Linked DNA regions of Mus musculus: regions 1 and 2 are each linked to region 3. A link is a contact called in public HiChIP or PLAC-seq data. All regions are on one chromosome and are shown on one strand. The core of a region is the stretch at or near the end of the contact, and the rest is flanking DNA. Distances in the headings are between cores, read along the strand shown.

Evidence for each region. HiChIP or PLAC-seq counts read pairs in DNA pulled down with a chosen protein or histone mark.
Region 1: an H3K27ac HiChIP or PLAC-seq map of embryonic stem cells shows a contact between it and region 3, with 5 read pairs. The contact joins two enhancer-like sites. A contact is called at or near these places in 8 of 39 promoter capture datasets (the HPC-7 cell line, HPC-7-derived erythroid cells, hematopoietic stem and progenitor cells and 4 more), 5 of 484 Hi-C or Micro-C datasets (the 63-12 cell line, the G1E-ER4 cell line, embryonic stem cells and 2 more), 4 of 115 datasets of contacts at active chromatin or transcription factors (embryonic stem cells, fetal liver and trophoblast stem cells) and 4 of 9 other capture datasets (adipose tissue, embryonic stem cells, liver and 1 more).
Region 2: an H3K4me3 HiChIP or PLAC-seq map of embryonic stem cells shows a contact between it and region 3, with 4 times the contacts expected there. The contact joins the promoter of Mgat4b here to the enhancer-like site in region 3. A contact is called at or near these places in 8 of 39 promoter capture datasets (the HPC-7 cell line, HPC-7-derived erythroid cells, hematopoietic stem and progenitor cells and 4 more), 11 of 484 Hi-C or Micro-C datasets (the AML12 cell line, B cells, the G1E-ER4 cell line and 5 more), 12 of 115 datasets of contacts at active chromatin or transcription factors (the HPC-7 cell line, the SCID.adh cell line, bone marrow-derived dendritic cells and 5 more) and 3 of 9 other capture datasets (adipose tissue, liver and pancreatic islet).

Annotation. Positions count from the first base shown.
Region 1 is chr11:50,250,820-50,254,775 of GRCm38.p6, reverse strand. No RefSeq gene overlaps it. Among named protein-coding and RNA genes, the nearest start is that of Ltc4s, 14 kb to the right of the region's middle. Within about 2 kb of position 1,910, at least 131 of the 459 cell types and tissues checked have an H3K27ac peak or open chromatin away from gene starts, as enhancers often do. A contact at or near this core is called in embryonic stem cells, where this site is marked.
Region 2 is chr11:50,223,472-50,227,354 of GRCm38.p6, reverse strand. It overlaps Mgat4b (mannoside acetylglucosaminyltransferase 4, isoenzyme B), which reads right to left and starts at 2,020. Exons shown (of 15, transcript NM_145926.3): 1 at 1,616-2,020. The coding sequence starts at 1,712. It overlaps Gm36556 (a long non-coding RNA gene), which reads left to right and starts at 2,134. Exons shown (of 2, transcript XR_388620.4): 1 at 2,134-2,541; 2 at 2,744-3,883.
Region 3 is chr11:50,006,407-50,010,064 of GRCm38.p6, reverse strand. No RefSeq gene overlaps it. Among named protein-coding and RNA genes, the nearest start is that of Rnf130, 17 kb to the left of the region's middle. Within about 2 kb of position 1,599, at least 6 of the 459 cell types and tissues checked have an H3K27ac peak or open chromatin away from gene starts, as enhancers often do. A contact at or near this core is called in embryonic stem cells and uterus, where this site is marked.

The DNA.
Region 1 (3,956 bases), core at 661-3,160, 240 kb before region 3:
GAGGTGTAGGGAGAGGAGGCAGACACTAGAGATGAAGTTACTGTGGGAGGAGTGTTCAGTCTTGTTGGGCCCAAATTCACCAGCCAGGTACATCCAAGAGGACTCATGGGAAGCCAGCCTGGGCCTCTGCAAAGCTGTGTGCTCCTCCTATGACCAGCCTGCCAGTAGCAGAGGTGCCCTGATAGCAAGGAAGATTCTGGATCATAGAGGAATGGGGCCAGGAGGCAGCTCAAGAGCTCCCAGAAGCCAGACCAGTTCAATTATCCTAAGCCCATGGGAGGCTGAGCCAGAAGAATCCCCGCCAATTCTAGGTCAGCCTGGGCTACATAGAGCTTGTCTCAAAAACAAAAAGCAAACACAGGTACTTTGGTGAACTCCTCATCCTGTGTGTGCAGCCTGGAGGGGTAGCCTGCAGTTCCTGCCCTGTGCAGGTCTGGGGAGATGTCAACAGATGGGGGTGGGATACAGCTAGCTCCCATCTAAGATGCTCAACTTGTGACTGCTCTGCTCCTCCACGGCGTGAATGCGATGTGCAGAGGAGGGGCTGCTCCAGGATCTGAGCTTGGGTGTCTTCCCAGTCCTCCCACACACAGCACTGCCTTCTCCCGATGCTTGGCACTGATGCAAGTGCAACTCAAAGGTGCTGCGGCATCCACGGAAAGAGCCGCGGAGGCTCCGCATCTTTGCTGTCGCCGAGCTGGCTATGTGCATAATAAATACATATCATAAAATTTAAAAAAAAACCAAAATACTCAAAAAGGGACACATGGAGTCTGACCCGTGCAGCACATATCTAGACTCTAGCACTCAAAAGGAAGGCCAGGAGTCCGAGGCCAGTTTGAGACAGCACAAAGGAATGACGGGAAGGAGGGAGGGAAGAAAAGGAAGAGTTTAAAAAGGAAACATGGGGAGTGGGTAGTTGGCTCAGTGATAAAGATCATTGGCTGCTCTTTCAGAGAATCCGGTGTCAGTTCCCAGCACCCACATGGCAGCTCACAACCCTCTGTCACTCCAGTTCTAGGAGATCCAACACTCTTCTGACTGGTGGCATCTGGCACACATGTGATGCACATACATACATGGGAGCAAAACACTCAAATCTTAAGACAGAAAAGATGGCACTGGAGCAGTAACAGGAGTGGAGAGAGAATCCAGGAGAGCCGGGGGCAGCTGGAACACTACTGACCTGGCACCATGGCAACCCTGGAAGAGCTGCAGCTGCCACAGCCAGCTGCAAACACCATCACCACTGCTATGAGAAACAAGGCTGATTGATACCAGGTAGCCACCAGCTAACACCAATTCCAGTCTCAAGCCTACAGTGGCAAGCAGCACTAGCCCACATGTCCTGAAGTCTGCAGTGCCAGGTGACAGGGACAAATGGTTATCTATCTCAACAAGGTTTTATGAACAATAGAACTGTTTGAAGTAAGAAGCAGATATGAAGGCCACACATGATGGCACTCCCCTTTGATCCCAGCACTTAAGAGGCACAGGTAGGTGGATCTCTGCTAGTTCAGGCCGGTGTAGTCTACACAGTGAAACCGTGTCTCAAGAACAACAAAACCGACAGCCCCGAGAAGTACCTCCAAACTAAGGACTGGAAATGGATTCAGAGGCAGCCAATGTTACAAGCCCTCACGGAGGGACACTCCACAGCTGTACACACAGCAAAGAGAACCACTTAGACACTATCTGCTCCCTAGAGGTTCTTCACAAAGTCACCAGCAGACAGTTGGGGAGGGGGTGGTAGAACACTCCTGAAGGACAGGCCCAACCACGCCATCCCTATTGCAGGGGAAGATTGCCACCATAAAGTAGGAAAAAACTGCACAGACCAGTTTCCACCCCCCTCTACCAGGAGAGTGATGGAGGCTGCTAACAACCACAGTGCAGGACAGGAGGGTCGGCCAGTGAGACAGCGCGTATACAGTTACAGACCAGAATTCCACAAAGCCTTCCTTGCCAAAGACAGCCTAGAGAGGATGGCAGTAAAAGTGAAAGGCCCAACCAAGGTCAGCAGGCGACTCAACCTCAGCATCCACAACTTCGTCTGCCCACAGATCCCAGGGAACCCCAAACCACAAAGGGCAAAGACAGAAGCCGCTGACCCACCAGCTGAGAGTCCGACCCCCACCTCCGACCCCTGAGGCTGAGCAAGACGAGGCTGAGCAGAAGCTGGCCTAACACACACCTCAGCCATCATCTGATTTAGTGATCTAAGAAGAGATTCCTCAAAGAGAAGCGGATTCCTCAAAGCTGTCCTTTAAGTGTCACACACACTGAGGATAGCTGTTGAGAAGGCTGATCTGACTCCATGACAGGCTTCACACTGGCAGTTCAGGAGACAAGGCCTAACTCTGTTTCCAAGAACTGAGCAAGTCCAGGCAAGTCCCAGGCCTCAGAAGCTGCCCTGGCCTGAGGCAAGGACAACGGGTCAGCAGCAGTTTCCAGACTTCCCCAGAAACAGTTTTCCAGCCCCCATGGCCTGGTAATGGCTCTGGAATGTCCCTAGAGATGGAGCAAGATAAAGGTTGCTGGAATTCCCCTGATGAGCTTTAAATCAGGCCTGCGAGCTCACTTGGTTGTTTCTCTATCTTGATAATGGAGACTGCAGCATGCTGGACTTCTGCAGAATAAAACACTCTGCATTTACGTACTATTTGAGTCTGGGGTGTCATTCTTCTGTGACTAATGAACACTTATACTGTGTGCACACAACAACAACAACAACAACACTCTAAGGGTCCACACAGCTTCTCGAAGTGGTCAGAAAAAGGAAGAAGCCAAAGGGAAAGGTATCTATCTGTCCAGCTGCAGCCAGCCCGCTCCATCTGGAGCAACACACAGGCATCTGGGAATCAGTGGGGCCACAGACCCCATCCCCTAGGCTGATGGCACAACGGGATGCACTGCAGACTTATGTTACTTGACACACAAATTAGAGGTACCTGAGAGGCGGAAACCTCAACTGAGAAAATGTCCTCATAAGATCAGGCTACAGGCAAGTCTGTAGGACATTTTTTATAGTGACTAATGGGGAGGGACCAGTCCACTGTGGGCAGTGCTATCCCTGGGATGATGGTCCTGGGTTCTAGATGAAAGCAGGCTGAGCAAGCCATGTGAAGCAGGGACAGTAAGCCGCATCCCTCCATGGCCTCTGCACCAGCTTCTGCCTGGATCCTGCACTGTTTCAGTTCCCGCCCTGATTTTCTTTTGGTGATGAACAGCAATATGGAAGTGCAAGCCAATTTTGTTTCAACAACAGAAAACCTAACTAAGACATGTATGGGACAGTAGACTGCGCTACCAGACAGAAGAACAGGTTGTACCAAGTTCAGAAACCATAAAAATCTCATAATTAAGAATGCCAGGCTGGGGGGCTGGAGAGATGGCTCAGTGGTTAAGAGCACTGACTGCTCTTCCAAGGGTCCTGAGTTCAATTCCCAGCAACCACATGGTGGCTCACAACCATCTGTTATGGGACCCAATGCCCTCTTCTGGGGTGTCTGAAGACAGGTACAGTATAGTCACAAACCTAAAGTAAAAAAAAAAAAAAAAAGAAGAGAAAAGAAAAGAAAAGAAAAGAAAGAATGCCAGGCTGGGCAGTGGTGGCGCACGCCTTTAATCCCAGCATTTGGGAGGCAGAGGCAGGCGGATTTCTGAGTTTGAGGCCAGCCTGATCTACAAAGTGAGTTCCAGGACAGCCAGGGCTATACAGAGAAACCCTGTCTTGAAAAAAAAAAAAAAAAGAATGCCAGGATGCCAGGAGTTTGAACTCCAGACCAGTTTCCTGTTCTAGAGCACGTGATCACAACACCCCACTCAGAGGACCATGGTAACCAGTCACATAGCACAGAACCTAGAGTTCTCCATGCTAATGAGGTACCTAGATAGGCCCTGTGTTTAGCCAATGAGTTTCCCTTTCTGGGCATCCCTCCCTGCAAACGATACTG
Region 2 (3,883 bases), core at 771-3,270, 220 kb before region 3:
CCATATCCGCTACAAAGTGGAAACCAGCTTCAATCTAGTGGCTGACTAGCTGAGTTTGCTACTGACTTGTCTGTGTGGAAGAATGAGAAAGGCCCACAGTCAAGATTCCTGACTTCTAGTCAGCTGGCTTTGCTGGATACCCATGGAAACAGTACAGCCCTGAGGCTACACTCAGTCACTTCTCTCTCTCCATGCATACAGGGCTTGTCCTCAGGAGGAAGAACTCTGTATCTGAGCCCTACTCTTCTCTGATCTTGCTCCCCAGGCCCTCAGAATGCTAGTCTCCTGGCTTGCTCCCTCGGGAGGTATCCTAACATCAGATGGAGACATGTGACTGTCATAGGAAGCACACGGGACCACTACCAAATGAGGATGAGACACAGTCTAATGGCCCTAACCACAATGGAACAACCTGATCCCAGTTCTTCCGACACGGCTCCACTACAGCCCTCATAGCTTTCCATGGCTACTCTCCCAAGGGCTCAAAATGTACCCTTCTGGATGCCACACCCTACCTTCAGAGAACCGTCCCCTGGCCATACCCTCCCTTGATAGCTCATTCCATCCCACACTCTCTCTGTGCCAGGCCCTATCGAATCTCTCCTTAGAGTTCCTGACTTGTGATTCTCTCAAGACCAGCCCAGACCTCCACTACCACTAAAATAGGGAAAGTGCTACAGGAGGTGAGGCTGGGCTGAGCAGGCAGGAGCCTGATGCCAGGAGTTGGACTTGCCACAGGCCTCTTCCTGGACCTCCCCTTCCCCGTTTAGCATAACCTTTGGGAACAGAGAGCCTGCTTGAGGGAGGGAGAGAGCTAGCCCACCTCAGCCTGATATGACAGGAAGAACAGAAGGCAGGCAGGAAGGAAGCAGCTCAGAGTCTCCTGTGTCCAGGCTGGGTGGATCATGGTCTCTGAACTCCTCAGCTCCCACTCAGTTTAAACCATTCAACCTAGCTCAGGGGGCTTCCTAGCAGTGCTAGGACCTGTGTCCTTCTACTCCCAAGACGGCTGGCCAAGCTGGGAGGCCATAGTGTGGACTGGCCAGCAAGCCCAAGCTTCGAAGCTGCACCAGGAAAGGCCAAGGAAACCCCACAAAGTGATCACATATCAGGGTTTCTGGGCTAGCTATTCAAGAGGCCCTACAGAGGAACCCTGGGGCTCGGTGCCATGGAGGAGGCTGTAGGCCCCCAGGGAGCAGCGCCCACGGGAGCAGGGCTGCTGCAGAGCACAACAGTGGATGGGGCAGGGAGATGGATACCTTGGCTCTATCTCCTCACCTGTCTCAACAATACTGTGCCAGCTCTTGTCCAAGAGCCTGCACCAGGTTCTCTGGGTACACTACCTCTGTGACCTTGTGTCTCTGCCCCTCTGTGGGAACTCCATAGGTCCTTAACTTGCCAGTGGAAGCGCCCGCCCCTGGCATGGGATAACCGCAGGCAGAGGCCAGTCCCGAGCGCCACACGGAGGCGGGGATCTGGTAACCACTCGCTCCCCTCGGCCAGGCCTGACCAGGGAATTTCGTGATGCCAAAAGCAAACAAGTGGGGCGAGCATGGGAGAGGCTCAGGTGCTCCCGGTGCGGGCCTGAGCAGGCGGCGGCAGGGTGGGGGCTCACCTTTCTGGCCGCTGAGCGCTGCGTACCAGGAGAGCGAGAGGAAGGCGCACAAGCAGAAGAGCAGCAGCGTCAGGAAGGTGCCATTGCGGAGCCTCATCTCCCCCGATGCGCGGCGGGCGCCGGCGGGGCCGAGGCCGCATGGCCCGGGGGACCGGGGCCGGGGCACGGGGGCCCGGAGGCGGCGGGGGCCCCGGCCCCGGAGCGCGGAGGAGCTGCGGGCCCGGGAGAGGAGGCTACAGGCAGGGCGGGAATGGGGACGGGGGTGGAGGGCGCGTGCGAGCTGCTCCTCCGCGGTGCGCGGTGCTGGCGGCCTCGATCTGAGGCTGGGCCGGGGCCGAGCAGGGTTGGGGCAAGGCGGCAAGAGCCGCGGCCGGGCTGGATCCGGGACCGCCGCCGAGTCGACGGGCGAAGGGCGGGGCGGCCGGGATTTAAAGGGGCCGCATCACTCGCCGCCGCTGGGAGCACCGCGAGGGGGCGGGGTAGGAGGCCAGCTCCCGGGATCCCGGCGGGCCCGCCTTGGGAAGGTGGCACGCGCGTGGAATAGCGCGCCCCAGGAAAGTCGCGGCTACAGTGGTGATGAATGAGGGTCAGCTATTGTGCAGCAGGGACAGACGGCGGAGATGCCTGTTCCCCCAAGTCTCCTTTCAGAAGATCCCATGAGCAAGTCCCTACACCTAGACCTTCAAGCCCTCCTCCCGACAGAGAGGATCTGGCATGGGAGGGGCCCGCTGTAGCCGAGCTGAGGTTATCTCTAGCTAGCAGGCTAGCCAGAAAGTGCCAGCTGCTCTCTCTTGCGCCCACCAGTACTCCCTTCTCAGGGCATTCTCTGATGTGCCTCGGAGAGTGTGCTGCGGACCGGGGGAGGCGCTCCTACTCTATCGAACAAGGACAATGGGCCGCTCTCAGGAGTAACAGAGCCGTTGTTTGTAGGTGGAGAGCACCCTCCGGAGCCCAGCCGACTAGCTTCCCGGTGCCAGGCATGCTGTGGGCGGGAGTCAGGCTCAACCTGTAGTTTAGAGGATCACGGGTCCGCAGGGTGACCGGGGGCGGGGGCGGGGCGCCTCTGGTTCCTATTTGTACAGCGGCGCCTAAGACTTTATTGCTGTCTCTTCTTGCATCTTATTACAGACTTCCCTCCATGCCTCTGCGGAACCAGGAACTGGACACACAATGAAAGGACTCACTGAGCCAAGGCAGCCTCGGGGCATGCATTTTGGAAGCGCCAAATCTACTTCCCTTCTTGAGTCTCATCACCATTCAAAATGGAACCAGAAGCTACTTTGTAAAATGGAGCTACTACCTAAGAGCAGAGTGGTGACGGCTACTAAGCCTGAGTTCCATCCCTCAGAATCCACAGGGTGGAAGGAGTGAAATGACTGCTGCAATTGGTTCTCCGATCTCTGCATGGTGTCTATGGCACGACAGTGCCATCCACGTATGATGTCCTGAAAGACCCTGCTTGGAATGACCGTGAGCGCGTGCGGGGGTGGGGTCGGGGGGAGGGGTGATCACACGCTGGGTGGGTGATGGTCTCAGTAAAGTAGAAGCTGCAGTGGTGATCTCACATACACACACACACATACATGCACACGCTTGCGTGCACAATAAAGTGACCCATACCCAGGAGGCAGGAGGATCCTTATGAGTTTAAGGAAGGCTTGGTCTACATTTAGAATTCTTGGCTAGCCAAGGCTGCATACTAAGATTCTGGGGGCAGAGTTGGGGTGGGGAGCTACAGAAGGCAAGGCACAGTCCAAAAGCCACTGTTTTACAGTTTGGAGTGACTTAGAGCAAAGTACAGCCTGATCTTGTTGGAACCTTCTGAGGGGAAGTATCCTGGTGTGTTGTCCTGTTTTCATAGGAGTCTTCTCTGTGGTGCAAAAAATAGTAGGTCTTCATTTTAGTCATATAAAGTTTTAATTTTGTTTAAAAGACAAAACAACAACAACAGTGGAGCCAGTATAGTGTGTGACATGCCTCCAATGCTAGCAGCCAGACAGCAAAGGCAGGAGCTCTGTGAGCCATACATAGTGAGCCCATGTTGTCATTCCCCAAGCCCCCAAAACAGTTTAAGACCAGCTTGATATACATAGAAAATTTAAAATTCTGAGCCAAGTAGAGCTATACAGTGGAACTGTCCTAAAAACAAATAAGGCTAGAGAGGTGGCTCCGTAGTTAAGGTACTTAACCGCTTGCTCTTCCAGAGGACCCACCCCAGTTAGGTCCCCATCAGCTTTTACAGGTGGCTCACAGCTACCTGGAACTAAG
Region 3 (3,658 bases), core at 350-2,849:
CATATTCTCAGATGGAGTTCATCTCACAGACTCAAACTGTGGGAGTAAAAAGGACTGTATCTGAGCTCTAAGGAATTGCAATGCAGGAAACACAGGTTCAGATAGCTCTGAAATAAATATTTTAAGGAAGGCTGGCAATGGGCTGAGGCTGTAGCTCAGTTAGAGCCCTTGCTTGCATCAATCCCTGGGTTTGAGGCCAGCATTATATAAAACCAATGTGATCCCAGCTGTCAGGAGGTGGACTGGGATTAGAAGCTAGATCATCCTCAGCTAAGTTTGAGGCTAGCCTGGGCTAAATGAGGACCTATCTCAGGAACTAAACAAAACCCAAGGCAGAAGAAATTCGAGATCAAATGGGGAAATTATAAACAATAAAAATGTCTTTGGGAGGCAATATTTTGCCCCGTCAAGGTCAATCTCAAAGTCAGCTGGCTCCCAGAGCATTGTGGAGCATCTATTAAAACGTTCTGTAACTCTGGTGGGCCATCTGTAGGGTAGGGTAGACTCTAACCAGCGTTCAGCCTACTAGTAATTGACCCTGCTAATCAACACAGTAAAAAAATTTCCTTACTGCTTCCAAGCAAAGTCAGTGTCAAACCAGGGCATTGGCTCTTCCTCATCCAGATGGAACCACTGGTAAAAGGAAGGCTAACAGAACCAGAGGTTCCCCCAAGCTCAAGTGACCAGATCCTCGGGAAAACAAAAGAGAAGAAAACGGTTAATTTTGGGCACCTAACAGGCCACCTAAAACCCAACAGGAAAGTATGAGCAAAGATAAAAATGATGCGTATGTTTCTTTAACAGTCCAAGGAGGATCCCACACCCAGACAGTAGGCTTAAGAGGTATTATTTAGACAACCATTTCTCACCAATGATTTTCTTCCTGATAAGGAAAATGCTGCCCAAGATTCAGGACATCATGACCTTGGTTTCTTTCCTTCAACACTGCAGGGCTTATTTGAAGCCAAGAAAATCGGGCCTCTTATCCTTTTAAACTAAAAATCAAATAACGGCTAAATTTTCTCTCTCTCTCTCTCTCTCTCTCTCTCTCTCTCTCTCTCTCTCTCTCTCCCTCTCTCTCCTTTTTTCGAAGTCATCTGGGAGGGACCACACACTGATTCTAGGAACTCCAGGGCTGGGAATGTCCTGGTGCATGGGGCATGGGGGTGGGGTGGGGTGGGGTGGGGTGGGGGAGAAATGAAAAGGAAAAGAAAGAAAACATGACTGTTCCTAGGTATGGCGGAGGAGAAAGTTTATTGTAGATATGTGGGAGAGTGTAGTTAGTAAAAGGGACATCTGGAAGAGTTCAGAGTGTTCTTGGCCAGACTGGGCTGTGCAATGTGGAGAGAGGGGGAGGGGAAGAGAAAGCAGAGAGAGGGGGACCAGGTACAGCGTCCAGGAGGCCCAAATGTACAAAAGGAGCAGGTAACCAAAGTGGTAAGATTATATAAGAGGAGCAGCCCAGCTCCCTGGGTTGAGTTCAGGATAGGGAGTGGGGTATGCCAGGTAGAAGGGCCCTGTAACAGATAGGGACAGAGGGATGCAGGGAGAACCTGGAGGGATGCAGGGAGAACCTGGTAGCCGGTGTCTGCTTTGATATGTTAAATAGGCACCGCAGCCATTCGTCCTGGGTTGCTTTTCTCCAATGGACTGACGCCCTCATGAGCTCCTCAAAAGATTCTAATGAACTTTGATTTTTAGGAACGCTCTCTGTTCAGGCTTCTCCTGGCCCCCTGGCTAGGACTTGTAATGCTAATCACTTTTGCTTTTACTTCTTCATAATTCTGTGCAGGCACTAGTCAAGGACTTCCCTTCCTTCCTACACCTGGCTGTTACTCAATGGAGCTACCGATACACCATCGATACTCCATCGGGGGTCTTTAGACAGGCCCACTGCAGGGGTACCCTCACTACCATATCTGACACCCCCATTCAGCTGGAAGAAGCCTGATCCACCATCTCTGCAATTTTATAATGGCAGTCAGGGTTCAGAGGGCGGGGCATGTTGACGACAAAGTCAGAATAATGAGGCAGTTCGGAGTAAAAAGCCCCCAAAGAAAAGGAGTCAGTTTCTGCCTTGGTTAAAAGCCAGAAATGGCTCCGAGCCTCTTGGCAACCTCATCCTTGCCACAGGGCACAGATGCCAAACCTGTCTGGGAGCTCTGAATCCTGATCTCGTTCACATATGATTTTAGGGTTACTTCTTCAGGGAAAATGTTAGCGTAACAATGAAGGTTCTTTAAGAAAAGGATTCCTAGCCGGGCGTGGTGGCGCACGCCTTTAATCCCAGCACTCGGGAGGCAGAGGCAGGCGTATTTCTGAGTTCGAGGCCAGCCTGGTCTACAAAGTGAGCTCCAGGACAGCCAGGGCTATACAGAGAAACCCTGTCTCGAAAAACCAAGAAAAAAAAAAAAAGATTCCTTTTTGGTCAGGAGATAGGATCTAAGCCTAGGTGGAACTTGACATTCCAGTTGGGTATTCCAGTCACCACTAGGAAGGCTTTGCTAAACAGGCAGACAGAATACTTTTTCCTATAATGAGATACTTTTTCCTCCTACAATTCTTAAGGTTGAGGTTCGTGTGGGTCTGCCCACCTTTCTGAGGCTGGACTCAGAGGTCTAACTTTTCCTTTCTTTTTTCTGTCTTCTTCTTTCAGATGCTGGCCAGAAGCTAAGTGTGCTTTTTGTGATGTTTTAGGCTTCCTTGCTTTCTCTCTAAATACTCACCCACCTTCATGAGGCTGCCTGCCCTCTGTATTTCTGACCTCCATGGTGGCAGAAGCATCATGGCTGCTTCTCTTTCTCTTCTCTGGGCAGCTGCTGAGGTTTATAGTTTGCCTGCCCTGGGATGTTTTTCTTTTAAGCTCTAATAAAATTGTCCTTAAGCCTCCATTTGAGTTCATTCTTGAATTCTTTTTATTAATGAGACTAAGATCCCAAGAGGGGACCCCAGATTCCCCTGTATCAGCACCAGCAGTGGGGCTCCACCCTGAAACACATGGCCCATGGTGTACATTTAAGATTCAAACCGTAACAAAGCTCTGTGGTCAATTTACTTTTATTAGAATTTGATCTATACATTTGAAATCTCCATTGAATATAGCTAATTTAATAAGCAAGTGACTCTTTGTCAGGTCCAAAGGAAACAACAGAAATTCCTTTGTCATGTCAGGTGTCATGGCACTTGCCTGTATCCATGCACCCAGAAGGCTTGTTTTCAACGTTAGTCTGGACTGCATGATGAGAACCTGAGTGGAAACTTCTGGATTCTTTGGAAAATCAGTTATGTCAATGATGTTTTGCTGGGGCAGACACAGGTAAAAGGATGTTTTGCTATATAAGCAGGCACATAAAAGGACATGTGCTGTTTAGAAGGGATGTAAACATGTCCCCACATTCAGTGGGAGCTTGAACATTGGTGTCAGGAATTGGTTCTAATGCTTTGTCTTAATTCGACTCCCAAAAGCTGAGCTTTCAGACGCTCAGGGTCCCTGATTCTATCTGGCTTTGATTGGTGATAAAAAATTGCTGAACAGCAAATGGCTAGGCAGAGAGATGGAGGCGGGACTTTTAGATTGTTCAGGCAAGGGCCAAGGGGGAAGAACAGACAGAAGGGCCATGATGGGGAAGCAGAAAGATCAGACTAAAAGGCCTGCCTA